2 separate regions of the Xenopus tropicalis genome follow, and region 2 is linked to region 1. A link is a contact called in public Hi-C data. All regions are on one chromosome and are shown on one strand. Each heading gives the region's core, a stretch centred on a gene start, on an enhancer-like site or on the middle of the called end of the contact. The rest is flanking DNA. Distances are from core to core; before and after follow the strand shown.

Region 1 (2,700 bases), core at 81-2,580:
CCCAAGCTGAGCTGCTGGATTAACACAGCTAGTCTTTGGTAGCGGCTGGGGAAAATTCTTATGTTTTCTTTAAAAAATCATCAATTATATAGGTACCCACGGGCTACCCCCCTAATGTTGCCACCCCAGGCCCTATATGCCTAGAGTGGTGCTTCCCTCCATTTGTGTACAAAACACAGGCTGAGGAAATTTAATCAGGATGCCCCTGGCCTTAAGCATTGAATCTTATGTAACAATTACCTCATGTGCAGCAATACGTGACTAGAATTCTGATGGGCGTACTGGCAGGTCAGGGTGGTTTTTTTTGGTCTGGTCTGCCCTAGATACCTGCTGCGCCCCTCGGTGGAAGTGACATCATTATGCAACATGCCTTAAGTGACGTCACATTTACCCACAGTGCTGACCAGGTACCCCCTAGCTCTGCCCCCGGATTTAATAGGAAAGGATCTGGTGGCAGTAGAAAGATTTTTTTTCACAAAGAAAAATGTATTTACCATATAGGCATCGGGGGCTGCCCCCTAAAGCTGCTACCCAAGGCACTGGCCCTCAAGTGTTGAATACACTATAATGAATATGGTAAATACAGCCCTACATTTACTACATTTTCTTGAATAAGCATTTAAACTCAAAACTGGAGATGATCATCCTTGAAACTTAGCTGGAGGCAGGCACCAACCAAGACCTGCCTTCCACTTTTTAACAGCCCACATCATGCTGTTGCAATCAGGCAGCAAGAACTCCAACCACCTCCCACTCTTTCTTCTGTTTCTTATTCTTTTTCAAGGTTCCATTTACAGAATCAAGCGAGCAAATCAAGGGTAACTGGTGAGGATGGGCAGTTATGGATAAAGAAGGATATAAGAATAAAAGTTTGTTTTTCATGGCCAATGGAACATAACTGATTTTGGTGTATTATAACCAGCTAATTTAGTAACTCCACTGGCAGACAGCAAGACCCCCAGAGTTGCTTTTCATCTGACTAGCATTTGTGCACTAGTAGAATTGAAACATGAATATTTACCCTTAAGGGCCCAACTATGTGAGAAAAAAGTCTGCCAGGATTACACCTATCATTTATTGTTAAGGAAAGAAATGTAAAAATGTCACATGGAAATATGCAACTCTCTGTTTTGTCTGCATCCTAAAATTTAGGATATGTATATGGCCAGCTTTAGAATTGCGTTACCATTTTGAATTATTACAGAATTTATACAATGTATGGATGTAACTCACCTGGCAGAAGTCTAAAAAAATCTGAATTCATTTTAAAATGGTAAGAGGCAAAGCAAGCCCATTTTGTGCAAATTTTGTTTGCTTATGTGAACCAACAGAGCAATGTACATACATGTTTTAGGCAAACAGTCCAAAAGTGAGTTTTAATTTGTATTTGAATTTGTGTTGACCTTGTTAAAAAATTTAATAGTTAATTATCATTGCTTAATATCCCTGCAGGAGCAAGTTTAATCCAGAAATACCTGTATTGTTAGGTTTAAGTCTCATTCAAAAGATTGTTGATAGTAATGTTTTCAAATGTATTATGAATGGAATGCTTTAGCTTTATTTACAGATTCTGTGTATTGGACTATGAATAGAAGAACAATTACCACCAATAAAATAAATGACTTTATAATTGCATCACTGAGTAAATGTTGTTGACAAACTGGTACAAGTTGAAATCCACTGGGTCACTACTAGTTCCAATCCTGAAAATTCCACTTTTCTCAGACACACAGGCTTCATGCTGCCTGTTAGAGCACTACTGAAACACTTTACAGATATGATTTTGGCACATGTAAGGGACCCGAGTCAAAGATTCAGTTTTTACACTATCTTTAGGTTAAGCTGGCCATACACAGGCATATCCATTCATTTGGTAAGGTCTCCAAATGAGTGGATCTGGGCTGAATCAGGCCAGTGATCAGATCATACAGAGGACCCTGCATATACCCATAAGACAAAGGTCCCATCAATGTACCAATGCGTTCCTCAATCGACTGGATCTTCAAACCTGTATGATATTTGCCTGATTTCCATCAAGATTTCAATCTGGCATCATTGGGCTCTATACACAGGCCAGTAAGCTTGCATCGGCCCATGTGTGGTCAGCTTAAAAGAGAAGGAAAGGCTAAGTCACTTGGGGGTGCTAAAATGTTAAGCACCCCCAAGTGACTTTAATCGCTTATCTCGTACCCCGGGCTGGTGCCCCTGTTAGGAGAAAACAGCACCAGCCCAGGGTACCTGGAGCGATGCGCTTCCTCCTTCCGCCTTCGTTTCGCTAAGACTAACACAACAGGCGCATGCGCAGTAGAGTGAAAAGCCGACTTCTCTGTTAAAGTTCGGCTTTTCACTCTACTGCGCATGCATGCGCTCGCAAAGCAGGAGGCAGGAACCGCTGCAGGTACCCCGGGGCTGTTCTCTCCACACAGGGGCACCAGCCCGGGGTAAAAGGTATGCGATTCAAGTCACTTGGGGGTGCCTAACATTTTGGCACCCCCAAGTGACTTTGCCTTTCCTTCTCCTTTAAGGCATATTTTAACTCAAAGCCAGCACTTTTTGCCCCCCTAGGCATTAACCTCTAATTAAATGCAACAGGGTATTGTAATAAAAAGTATTGCATAAGCCCATATCTCGTAATGCATAGCAACCAATCAGATGTTTGTTTTTAAATAGCTGACTGGTAAATGCTGACTGATGATTGGT
Region 2 (2,700 bases), core at 48-2,547, 85 kb after region 1:
ATAATTCTATACCTTACCTTTCTGGATGGTTACATTTTCTGCATCTAACTCGTGAAACAATGCTGCAAGCCATGTGGTTAAAAAAAATTAAAAAAATCTGACTCCTGTTAAATTATTTTAAAGGAGACAACCCTCCCCCTCCAGTGATGATTATCACTTACCTGAGACTCCAGGCTGCTGCTCTTGTTAGCTAAAAACTGCAATGGCCTGCATTCAAATCTGGATGAGCATGCACAGTAAAGTGATAAAGCCACTTATTGACTGCGCACGTACACCTGACCAAGGGCCACAGGGAACAAAGAAGAAGCGGACAATCATGCCGTGGTGTTTCTTCTACACTCTACAGGAACCTGGGTAGGTGCAGTTTTCACTGAACAGGACCACTGGCCTGGGATATCAAGTAAGGCATTATAATCACTGGGCAGGGTGCCCAATATTTAGCCCCCCACAATGACTGTGCCTTTCCTTCTCCTTTAAGAGCTTAATGGGATAAGCAGCACTTATGTTTACAAATAACTTAAACCACTTGTAATTAATATATGTTAGAGAGTTGCCTAGAATTATCTTTAATTTTGCAAAAGAAAAAAAACAGCTTTTGGATGGAGGACCCCTTTAGATAGTATGTAAAGCTTTCGACTGTAATCAAAAAAAATTCCACAACTCCATAGCTATCATTATATAAAAAAAAAATAAAAAAATTAAGAAAAACTTATAAATAACTGAGAGAATAAAAGCATGGGCACACAAAGCATTTGCTCAACTTCTATTCACCTGCTTTTTGTAGGCAGGCACAGAGAAGCAGATCCACTTGTTTATATGCTTTTATGTGTAACGGAGATTTGCCAGAAAAACGTGAAAGCTGTGCCTGTTACTGCAGCTACACATGAAAACATATAGAAATGGATCTGCTTCTCTCTTCTGTCTACAAAACACAGTGAATCAAACGCTTCATGTGCTCTTGCCCTTATTTGGAGCAGTTATAATGTTATCATAGTTGTTAACAGCAGTGTCAAGTATATCTGAAACTGCTTTACATAAGAGGGCTTTTTTACACCCACAAGTGCAGTAAGCAAAGTGCAATTTCGAGTGCAATTGCCATGTTTTATTTCCCACAATGCAGCCTCTTCCCCCACCATCATTGCGGACACAAACAGGTAATTTGCAGTGATTGGCGTGCAAGAGACACATGTGCTGTATTCTTTTGGGCCAAGTGTGCTGCGCCTATTGACAAAGGGCACTAAGGGAACCCTGGAGCTACTGCCTGGTCTGGAGAAGGTGGAAGCTCTGTGGGTTCCATCTGTGTCAATAGGTGTAACAGTCCTTAATTTGGAATTGAGCACAGGAAGGACTGAATGGCGCAGAGCGCAACTTTACAGGAGTGCAGGAAGCACATTTAACACAAATACTTACAAATGGCTTTACACGAAACTGACTGTGAAATTACAGGGACCACAACTGTGCTTGTGGTGGTAAATTAGCCCTAAGAAGTTTTCCCATCTTATTTTTTCAGACTTACCAAGTTTACCCTTATTTTATTCTTTGTACTAATAAGCTCAGTAATTGCTGGCACCCATTGTCAGGAGAATGACAGTTAGGGCATTGGCACACGGGGGGATTAGTCGCCCGCGAGAAATCTCCCTTGTCGCGGGCAACTAATCTCCCCGATATGACATCCCACCGGCGTGAATGTAAATCGCCGGTGGGAATGCATACGTGGCGCCGGTGATTTGCCGAAATCGTCAAAGTTGCCTCGAGAGGTGGGATGTCATATCGGGGAGATTATCTCCCTTATCTTGGGCGACTAATCTACCCGTGTGCCACAGCCCTTACAAGTATTCCTTCTATACAAAACAACTAACTAATCAACTAACACTGTACTGCAGTGAGCTCTGCATTAGCCATTTTGGGTCTCTGAATTCTTCTACTAAACCTATCTGGATCAAGGGACATATCTATTTGCTGTTTTTTTGCCTTCCTCTGGATCAGCTAGGAGCAGGTTTCCTTTACATAAAAAGTTTTATCTTGATGGATGTGTGTTTTTTTTAAGTTACTATGTTATTGTATATGTGTTTTGCACAAACATTATTGGCCAAGTCTAGGTAATTGCATATGCATGAGCTCCACCCTAATGTTAAAAGGCAACACATAGACCATCTTTTTTTTTGACACAGAATAAACCCCAGAATGACTTGCCTCAGTGCACGTAGCATATTATCAGTCTATACCAGGCAACAGAAGTCACCAGTAGGAAGCTAAGTACATAAAAAAGCAAAGATAGGCTTATCTGGACAAAACTGGCAGCTGATACACTAAGAACAAGAGCTCCCGATAAGATTTCTCAAAGTCAAGTACATCAGAAAGAAAGGGAATCCAGTAAATAAAGTGCAACCCTTTCTAAATATGAAACAGAGAAAAATGGGCAGAAGGTTCCAAAATCTATTCAAACCAGTCAGTGTCAGGTTGGGACACTGAATCAATGGCTCACTAGTGAGACAAATCAGGACTAATTGTGAGGGCAGTTGTGGTCTCCTGTGTGTTCTGTTTGTTGCATTGTGCTTTGCTTGTTGCATTATTGCTGTACAAGCTGTGTGAGAGCACAGAACAATGCAGTGGATACAGACAGACTGCAGAAGGCAGTGCTCTCTATACCTGTGCTGCTTACAGCTCAGACTGTATGGATGTTTAAGCAATCTATTATTT

What was found. A called contact is a pair of places that touch in the nucleus more often than the background predicts.
Region 2: a contact with region 1 is called in a Hi-C map of neurula embryo, with 2.6 times the contacts expected there. The contact joins two enhancer-like sites. A contact is called at or near these places in 3 of 5 Hi-C or Micro-C datasets (brain, gastrula embryo and neurula embryo).

The regions. Positions count from the first base shown.
Region 1 is chr1:98,962,736-98,965,435 of UCB_Xtro_10.0, forward strand. No RefSeq gene overlaps it. Among named protein-coding and RNA genes, the nearest start is that of arrdc2, 74 kb to the right of the region's middle. Within about 2 kb of position 1,331, at least 1 of the 11 cell types and tissues checked has an H3K27ac peak or open chromatin away from gene starts, as enhancers often do.
Region 2 is chr1:99,047,439-99,050,138 of UCB_Xtro_10.0, forward strand. It overlaps a transcript of arrdc2 not described here. Among named protein-coding and RNA genes, the nearest start is that of arrdc2, 10 kb to the left of the region's middle. Within about 2 kb of position 1,298, at least 4 of the 11 cell types and tissues checked have an H3K27ac peak or open chromatin away from gene starts, as enhancers often do.